Regions from separate parts of the Danio rerio genome. Here region 2 is linked to region 1. A link is a contact called in public Micro-C data. All regions are on one chromosome and are shown on one strand. The core of a region is the stretch at or near the end of the contact, and the rest is flanking DNA. Distances in the headings are between cores, read along the strand shown. Region 1 holds the start of yjefn3 (YjeF N-terminal domain containing 3). Region 2 overlaps yjefn3 (YjeF N-terminal domain containing 3).

Region 1 (5,240 bases), core at 481-2,980:
TTGTTTAAACACTCTCGAAGTTCAAACCTTCGTAGAAAAATGAGTCCAGTATTATAGAATGAAACCAAATAACAAAAACATTTGATCTTCATTTATTTATTCCGTAATGGCGCCCTACAGCCGCGAAACTTCTAACACCCTTTAGCATGTGCAGAAGTTCAACTTTTTGTGCCATGGTTAGCATCTTCCTCTGCCTTTTGGGTAATACCACAGGTGCATATAACGGTAAAGAACATTTCGTTGACATTGTGGAGACAAAACTTGCAAACATACAGTACAGCACATCAGTCACACTGCTAGCGATCGAAAATTAAATAGATTTAGCAAGCTGAACGCATTCTGTACTGTACAGGAGACACGATTTGGAGATTGATTGACAGTGGTCTACAGCCAATCAGGACGCAGAACACAATGCGCAGGATTACAGTATAGCGAGGGACCACTGTACAATAATTATAAGTAGCTTTCCCAGTACTTGGGTTGCAGCTAGAAGGGCATCCGCTGAGTAAAACATGTGCCAGAATAGTTGGTGGTTCATTACGCTGTGGTGACCCATGATAAATCAGGAACTAAGCCGAAGGAAAATTAATGAATGATTGAATTTTAAATAGCAATCCACACACAAAACGGGACAAACAGCATGGCGACCTGAAAACCCATCTTTTTCCAACCCAGGGTTGTCAGTCTTGGTATCGGCGTCAATACCTGACATCAATAAAAGAACACAGGGGCCATTAACACATACAAATCCCAGGATATACACTACAAATCAGTATGTTAAATAAAAAACTATACAAAACAATGCCAATTGTTTGTGTTCTCACTGTGTGATGAATCCATACAAAATCAACATTTTTGGGGGTTTAAGTAACAGTAGAAACATTAATCTCCCCTGAATTCACGCCGTTAAACCTCAAATCCTTAAATCCTATTATTCCGTACTCCCTTAAAGTGTATAATTTGCTTCGTCTCTTGCCGACCAGTGTATTCTAAACACCGTGGGCTGGTGTGAAGAGCTTCAAGGGCCTCTTTTGCCAGGAAAGCAAACCTCATGCCGCTCAGGCTCATGATCAAAACACCATTTGTTCTGTATCGTTTTTATAGAGATTCTCCAGTTACACTCTGCTGAATCAGTATCCTACAAGAATACGAGGCACTTTGTCAGATGCGAGATCGAATTAGACACTTTTATAGACTGATAATGTGCTCTGACAGATGCCATATTTCACTCGGATCAGAAAACAGGCGGCCTCCTGCTTGTTTAAAGAGCAGATCTTTGGCTGTGATGTTGCCATCACAACATCCAGCAGCTAAAATGTCACATCACCTTCACCGACATACCTAAATCACTCACAAACTGCTGTAGAGAGACCTGAAGTGCAGCGTTTCTTTCACCTGTTTGCTGCCTGCATGCCAGGTTATTAAAGCACGTTGATCTTAATCAACGTCCCTTAGTTTGGCAAACAGGAAAGCTGGGAGGAAATGAAGTTAGATGCATTTTCTTTAGACAGTAAGGGATATTACAGCCATCCGTCTGTGTCCCAAATTACATTCAGTTAGACTGAAGTAATGATACAAACAGTATTCACCCTTATTAAGATGCATTTAAACACAAACTGCTACTGCTCACATTATGAGGCGTAATAACAACAAAAAAAAAACATAGCATACCTGAGGTAACGCAGTGGCTCTATGGTCTCAGGTTCTTTCTCGTTGGAGCTGTGGTTCATCTTGATTTATTCGGCAGCGCTTATCTCTAGCAACAGTCACCCTCTTATTGCTCTTTCTATTCTCACTGTGTGTGCCCTGCTTCAGTCTACTGGCTTACTGGCTGATAAAACCAGGCTCCACGCGTAGATCAGCTACTCTTGCTGGAAGTGTCAGCCAATTAAGAGGCAGGGAGACACCGGGAGTGCCGTCTGATTGGCTGAGCACCCCTGATGCTGGAGAGCTCAGTCAAGCATAAACCGCATCCCTTTCAGATGGAGCATCCTCAGTAGAGGAGCGTGAATGTGTCTATTTTGATTTGAACGCTTATTCATCATGGAGCTGTTTTGGCACATTATCTGTGTAATACTACTGATCATGCATATATTCACGTGTTGAGCTGTTATTATGCAAGGTCTGAGCATTTTGACAATAATTATCATTTATAAGACTCATAAACGGAGATGCTGCTAGCATACAAAGCCAGCAATATTATATTTTAAAGTGTTTAATTTTGTTATAAATATGCAGGGTTTAGTTCATTTGCATTTGAAACGAGCAACAAGCAATGTTTTACATAATGTAAAGTGTTCTAAACTGGATTAATGGAGAGTGATATAAATTAGCGCCACACTGCCGTTTAGAGGTCATATCGCGTCTCTGCAGGCATAAAGTTATTCTGTTGGGGAAATAAACGTAGTAAATTAGGCTTGAGTTTGAGATATATACCCAAACATGCAACTAATTAAAGTAATGAAGAATATAATTTCAGTACTCACTATAATCCTGATGAAAGTGTTATGACGTCACAATAACACCAAAAGACTCCATAAGATGTGATTTTACTTAACATATTGGTATTTATACTATTAAGATATCTGTGAAAGCGATTATCGCTAATATTGAACGACTTTTTCACATTTTAAACGACTGAAGAACCATTTTGGTCGCTCTGAAATCCGATCACGCGGAGAAGACCGTTTCCAGGCTCAGACAAAATGAAAGACGTAAACGGTTGGTGTGAGGGAAAGTGTTTACCGGCAGTGTTGGGTAAAGTTACTTTTAAAGTAACATATTACAATGTTCACAGCAAGAAGGTCGCTGGTTCGAGCCTCAGCTGGGTCTGTTGGCATTCTGTGTGGACTTCGCGTGGGTTTCCTCCGGGTGCTCCGGTGTTATGCCGAGAAACACACCTCTGCCGCAAAATGCACCCTCTCATAGACTTTTATTAGCATTCTCAGTCGACATAAATAAATAAATAAAAGGTCTTAGTTTATTAAAACGTAAAATTATTATTTTATGTGTACGTTTAAAAACACTAGATTTACAAATAAATGAAACATTTTATTAAGTGTAGCCTAAAATTAGCCTTTTTGTTGGGTTTTAAACAGGGTAAATGAAACACAAAATTGTTGCTGTTTTAAACTAAACCACACATACTTAATATCTGTATGACTGTAAGTCAATCTATTTACTTATATCTTTATATATCTTTAGTCAGGAAGGTTCCATTCATGAAACTCACCTCAATCACTCTAGAGTCAACTCTATTATTTATTATTGACTAAGCCAAAAAGAAAATTAATGAATGAAAAATACAATATTAAGTCGCTTTGAAGTAACAAATTTGTTACTTTGTTATTTTTTAAGCAAAGCAGGCAAATGTAAAGCAAAATTATTCGTTTTATATACATTAAAATAGGCTTAGGATTGTAATTACTACTTTTTAACAAAGTTTAAAAGTATGAAAGAGTTTAACATTGAGTTGTACTGCAAACAATAAAGATCTATATATGTGGATCTAGACTAGTTACACTCTCCTATATATTTTACTCCGAGGCAGAAACCAACATCACGTTCATTTTCATCTGTTATTATTGTTCTCATTAATCTGAACACAAGAGGACACTAAAGGCACGTGTAAACGGGGTCTAAAACAGAGAGCTTTTAAGTCAAAAACACTTGAGTGGATTGATTTCATAGTGTAAATACTCATTTGATCAAATGACTCAAACATTTGAGTGCTTGTTAACACCATGGACCAGGTTAAGCATTTCAGCTGACCACTTGATCAGATCGCTTAAAATGCTAATAAAAGGTGGAAATAGGTCCATGTTATGCATTAATTGTGATTAAATAATTGAGTACAGATAACAGAGGCCTAAATTACTGCTTCCAACATTCTTAACCTGTAGAATGATCTATGATGACATCATAGAATAGAATGCTTAAAGAACACAGTAGAATGCACATTCTTATGACATGGGTGAGGAATGCAGTGCAAACTCAAGCTTGACAGTTCTCCTGAGATTGTAGCATACATCTGTTGAGACAAAATGTCTATTAACAACGTTTTGAAAGGCATGGGCTACACTTTCCTCACCTCAATTGGTGAAGGCTCCTTTTCTCGAGTCAAGCTTGCCACCTCGCAGAAGCACTGCTGTAAGGTGGCTATCAAAATTGTAGACCGCATGAGGGGCTCTGCGGATTTCATCCAGAAGTTTCTCCCAAGGGAACTGGCGGTTTTGAGACGGGTGAATCACGAGAACATCATCCAAATGTTCGAATGCATTGAGGTGGCGGGAAAGCGACTCTGCATCGTGATGGAGGCTGCGGAGAAAGATCTCCTTCAGAAGATACATGAGGTCCATCATATTCCTAAAGACCTAAGTAAAACCATGTTTGCGCAGATGGTCAGCGCTATCAACTACCTCCACCAGATGAACATTGTCCACCGAGACCTGAAGTGTGAAAACATACTGTTAACAGCCGATGAGAAAATTAAGATTGCAGACTTCGGCTTTGCTCGATTCGTTGAAGACCCTTCAGAGCTCAGTCATACCTTCTGTGGATCTCGGGCCTACACTCCACCGGAGGTCATCACAGGAACGCCGTATGATCCAAAGAAGTATGACGTATGGAGCCTTGGGGTGATTCTGTATGTCATGGTGACTGGAACAATGCCATACGATGAAACCAACGTCAGACGACTTCGCCTTCTTCAGCAGAGACCATTGAATTATCCAAGTAATGTCGCCGTTGAGGAACCATGCCGGGTGTTTATCAGAACTCTGCTCCAGACAAATCCTTCCACAAGGCCAACTATTCAACAGGTGGCCGGACATTCTTGGCTGCAGAGCTAAAGCACAAGAACTCATAAAACCATGTGTTGGATTGCAAATTAATAAAATCTATTCATGTTGGAATGGTGTGTCTGTATATTTGAGTTTACATTTATATTTTATATTTGGTCGGGGGGGGCGATCATGTTGCCTTAGATCATTTGACCATCCTGGTTGACCAAAACAATTGACAAATTTGTAATTCGTCCTCCACAATAAAGAGTCTCAATAAAGAGCGGCACACATTTCGGGTTGCAGCACTAGCAATATAGGAAACAGGAAATGTGGAAAATACCAAGACAGTTACCAGAACTTTGGTTTTATTCCATTTTTTTCCCAAAGAATCCCTGACCCAGCAACAATGCATTATCTGCGCCAAATTTCTTGCTAATGAATGCAAGAGGCCGAATT
Region 2 (5,310 bases), core at 2,200-4,699, 53 kb before region 1:
TAGATTAACATATTATATTGGATTATTATAGGGCGGCATAAATTAGCCTGTCACTTTGTGCAATGATGGTATTTATAAAGTTTTCTAATGTTACCATACAGGGGCGGATTTCATGTTTATTTATTTAGCTGTTTTTATATCACTCAAACTTCTTTTCTACAATTTGTCTTTGTCAATATTATCTTAATGTAGTCTCTACATTTTAAATGATTGATTTTATTAAAATTAATTTACAACTTAAAATAATAAATATGTTTTTTTTAATAAATTTGCTGGACTGCTTCATGATTGGGGATGGTGGACAAATTTGTGCAGATGTAGTAATAACATTTGAATTCATATTATTGTTATTACATAACATTACATTATTATAACAATAATTGTACTAAATAATATTTATTTACATTTAAAAAAATTGAGAGTTTGACTCTCACTATACAAAATATGATAGAAAATGTAATATATAGTTTATACAGTAGGTATAATTTATACTTCTAGATATTTATTGAGGGCCCCCGGATTTCCTGAGGTTCTAAGAGGCCCCTTACCTTGCTTATTAGTTAAATTCGCCCCTGTTACCATTGTGTTGAAGAGCCGAGGCAGGGGTTTGTTTAAGTCTGTATTCATCCGCAGATAATATGACCTATAATCATGCAGGTGTATAAAAATAGTCTCTTTAATTGTTACATCAACACATGTTATTGGTAGCTAACACTTGATCACAAAGATTGGAGTTTATGTGGCATTTATGCAAATAAATCACTTAAATTAGTTTATTCTATATTAAATTATAATCAAAATGTTGCCTCAATCTGCTAACTTTTAGCTAACTTAAATAAATGAGTTAGTTTTCTCAAATGTTTTTGAGGCAACATGTTTTGTGTATTCTGAAGTTGTCAGGTTTTACAATGTGGAAACCAACCTCCTGACATTTACATGTGTATTTTGAGTGCATTGTGTTGGACATGCTATCCATTCCTGGCATGGCGTCTTAATGGCTAATGCTAGTTTAGCCACACACACAGAGCTAATGTTACTGTGGAGTACACTGTAAGTGTGAAATTCAGGCTCGCACTTCACAATTCAAATACAGAAAGACTTTTATGAGCCCACTTGATGGTTGAAACTTCAGAGCCCTCTGCTGGAAATGTACAAAAATACTGAGCTGTATGTGGGTCAGAGATGAAAAGGGGTTTCAGAACATCAAAGCTATAAAGCTGTGAAAAAATAAATATAAAAAAAATAATGAAAAATTAATTAAAACTTTTGCTATGATTCACCAAAGATACCCACTTAAATGTGATTAATTGTAACAATAGTTACACCAAAAATTGTTTTCAGGCATTTAGAATTAGAAAAATTGCAAAAGTCGTTGCAAAGTATAACCATAACAGAGTGAACCTTTATCACTTGCATGTGATTTAAAGACATTTCAAGCGAGTGTAAAGCATTTGAGCGCAATAAAGTACAGCATTTGTAACATTATTGATAAATAATTGTACTTATTGGACTTATTAATGCAATTAAGACTAAAAAATGTAATTGTACATTCCATGATTCAATTTCAGTAACTGAATGCTGTTTGACTCTACAGAAAACCATAAAGCACTGTTTATTTTACATGTTTCTTTGCTCTTTTGCAATTATTCTTGCTTACAATTGTTTTTTTGTTTTTTTAAAGATATATATTATATTTATATTATTATCTAATATACATAATTTGCGTCCTTACAAAAGCATCCAGATCAATTTGATTTAAGGATTTTTTCCCCCAAATTGAGCTATTCGACCCATCTGGTGAAATTGTATTCATATTGCAATATATATCACAAAAAAACAAAATATCGCTATATATATATATATATATATATATATATATATATATATATATATATATATATATATATATATATATATATATATATATATGAAGTCAGAATTATCAGCCCCATTTATTTTTTCCCCGATTTTTGTTTAACGGAGAGAAGGTTTTTTCAACACATTTCTAAACATAATAGTTTTATTAACTCATTTCTAATAACTGATTTATTTTATCTTTGTCATGGTGACAGTAAATAATATTTGATATTTTTCAAGACACTTCTACACAGCTTAAAGTGACATTTAAAGGCTTAGGGTAATTAGGGAAGTTATTGTATAACAATGGTTTGTTTCTTTAGACTATTGAAAAATAATATAGCTTAAAGGGGCTAATAATTTATGAATAATTAATTATGACCTTAAAATGTTTTTTAAGAATTAAAAACTACTTTTATTCTAGCTGAAATAAAACAAATTAAGACTTTCTTCAGAAGAAAAAATATTATTAGACAAACATAATTTGGGAAATATTTTAAAAAAGAAAAAACTATTTAAAGGGGGGCTAATAATTCTGACTTCAACTGTTTGTGTGTGTGTGTGTGTGTGTGTGTGTGTGTGTTTATATATATATATATATATATATATATATATATATATATATATATATATATATATATATATATATATATACGTCAATGTTTACTATAATACTACAAAATGCTTGACCTAAAAAAAAAAAAAAAAAAAAACACTGATCTCATTAAGGATTTAGTTAGCATTAATAGCTGTTGATGGCTTATTTCCTCAGATACATTTCTGGCTTTTGTAGCGTGTTGTTTTAAAGTTGTATTTCACCCTGAGGCATTTTTCCACTGTGTTTCCAGGACAACGTGTTTTGTTTGTGTTTGTTTGTTGTCTCTTATTGCTTTGGGCACCAGAGGGACAGAAGAAAAAAACTATTTTTAAAAATGATTATACATTATTGAGTTCTCTCAGCTGTACACACTCGGCTGAATGTAACATTTTCCATTTCAGTTCCAGACATCCTTCTGTCACTCTCTACTTCTCAATCCTTCAGATAGATAGATAGATAGATAGATAGATAGATAGATAGATAGATAGATAGATAGATAGATAGATAGATAGATAGATAGATAGATAGATAGATAGATAGATAGATAGATAGATAGATAGATAGATAGATAGATAGATAGATGTGTCATTGGTCAGTGAATATAGATCAGGACTGGGGTCGGTGTGTGCTCTGATCATTGGCGTGAGTCTCTGCATGGGCTTTTCCAGCGTTCTGGCATTTACCGTCTCCAATAGAGCTGCACAGCCGTCAAGCCGAGTTTGCAGGGGGAGATTTCCTGGCGTACTGTGACACAGTGATATTTGTAAAGTTCAACCGAGTCTAGTGCTTTTGATATTTCCGTTCCCACCGACCTATTCAAGGAAATCCTGTCGGCTGTGTATTTTCCCAATTTCTCAGAAAGGTTCCCAGCGTGAGATAAAACTGAGAAGTGTTGTTTCCCGTATACAGCAAAGATTTCTTACTTCACTTAAGATCCCTCAATGTTAACAGTTTAAATGAGTCCTCAACCTTATTCATTTGTGGTGGGGGAAACTGCAGTGAGGGAATATCCCCACCAGGGGACAGTGTGACTTAAACTGCTCTCCCAACATCCACATCATCCATCAGGACAAATTACGACTAACATAATAACATATAAGAACATACAATGAGAAATAAAGCTTCCAAAATTGGAGTTTTCACAGCAATGCCATACAACAAGAGTTTTTGTTGAGAATAGTTCTCAAAAGAACAACCTTAAAGTAACGACTCTTTAGGAATCAGTGGTTCCATAAAGAACCTTTATCATCTAGAATCGTCTCATTGGCCAAAAAATTAATTTATATTTTCACACGGAGACAAAAAATATTAATAATTTAAAGAAAAGTCAATAAAGAAAAAATAACCAATATAAACTATAATAAATGTGATTACATTTATATAAAAAAGATTAAATTAGAGTATTATTTGTAGTTCCCCAAAGTATATTTCAGCAAAGATATCAGCTTTATCTCATTAACAAAATGTTCTTCTGCTATAAAAAACTTTTTGTATCAGTTTACACTTAAAAAATAAGGGTGCGTGTCCACTGAAGTGCTGAAAACACCAATGCTCTTCTAAAAACAGTCAGCTGTGAGTGCTTTTTTTTTCTCAGAGATTAAAAAACAGGGGCTCACTGCCTCATTACGCTGCTGATGTTTAATGGGTCATGAAACACCAAAATGAGATGTTTTTTTTAGATGTTGACAGTCATATATGTGTCCCATGTTGCTAAAAGCACTACGAGAACACATACATTTAGCTAAAAAGTGAAAATGTATTGTTTTTGCAATTTTAAGAGCAAATTTATTCTTCCGGTTTAAAAATATTTAATCTCCGTCACAGCGATGAGATCACTGTAAATTCCAGCATGGAGATTGGTTGTCTGTAGCGGCTAGTAAAAAAAGGGACATTATTGTGGATTAAAGTGGTCTGGTAACACGTGACAAAAGTAAGTTTGTAAGGAACATTTTTTTACCCAAGAGCTTTCGTAAATGTAATAATATTGTAGCTATATTACTGTAAACTTAGTAACTAATTCAGTTTGACTAAGGTATTTCTTAAAAAATGAAAGAGTAATGCTGATGATACTTACTAACTCTGCCATATGAATAAACATAAACAAAGAACAATGATCCGTAGAGACAGAACAATCAACACCAACTGGAACCGCGTCTGTTTTTAAACAGTGGCAAATCCATTTTCACCATTTCCAGATTCGACAAGCTCTCGGGTAAAAAATGTTTCCTACAAACATATTTTTGTTGCATGTTAGCAGACCGCTGTAATCCACGCAGGTGGGTTCGCACGCTCGCAGGATAATGGAAATAAAACCTTCATTGTGGCACATTTATAAATGAAACACAGACGACATGTCTTCGAATAATTCTACTACTACTTGTTTTAATTATGGTTGGCAACACAACATGGCATCTGAACATTGTGCAGGTAAAAGGTCTTCGAAGATACCATTTATATCAGTTAAGTGGTCACACTTTACAATAAGGTTCATTAGTTAATGTTAATTAATGCATTTACTAACATGAACAAACAATGAACAATACATTTACTACTGTACTTGTTTAAGTTAGTAAACGTTAGTTAATGAAAATACAGTAGTTCATTGTTAGTTCATGTTAACTCATGGTGCATTAACTAATGTTAACAAGCATGGACTTGGATGTTAATAATGCATTAGTAAATGTTCAATTATGATTAATAAATGCTGTACAAGTGAGGTTCATGATTAGTTCATGTTAGTAAAGGCATTAACTAATGAACCTTATTGTAAAGTGTTACCAATTAAGTTGCACCTCATTTACAACCGCTGATTGGTTCGAACCAAGTCTTCCTCATGAATCAATGATGAAAACTCA

Evidence for each region. A called contact is a pair of places that touch in the nucleus more often than the background predicts.
Region 2: a Micro-C map of caudal fin shows a contact between it and region 1, with 11 times the contacts expected there. The contact joins the enhancer-like site here to the promoter of yjefn3 in region 1. A contact is called at or near these places in 4 of 18 Hi-C or Micro-C datasets (caudal fin, embryo, skeletal muscle and 1 more).

Annotation. Positions count from the first base shown.
Region 1 is chr22:18,080,495-18,085,734 of GRCz12tu, reverse strand. yjefn3 (YjeF N-terminal domain containing 3) reads right to left here and starts at 1,730. Exons shown (of 6, transcript NM_001044843.1): 1 at 1,672-1,730. The coding sequence starts at 1,730. LOC141380303 (a long non-coding RNA gene) reads left to right here. Exons shown (of 4, transcript XR_012398126.1): 4 at 1-779. It overlaps tssk6 (testis-specific serine kinase 6), which reads left to right and starts at 4,044. Exons shown (of 1, transcript NM_001044845.1): 1 at 4,044-4,850. The coding sequence starts at 4,044. The coding sequence ends at 4,850.
Region 2 is chr22:18,134,835-18,140,144 of GRCz12tu, reverse strand. All of the region lies in intron 1 of yjefn3 (YjeF N-terminal domain containing 3), which reads right to left. Among named protein-coding and RNA genes, the nearest start is that of cilp2, 26 kb to the left of the region's middle. Within about 2 kb of position 3,449, at least 8 of the 62 cell types and tissues checked have an H3K27ac peak or open chromatin away from gene starts, as enhancers often do. A contact at or near this core is called in caudal fin, where this site is marked.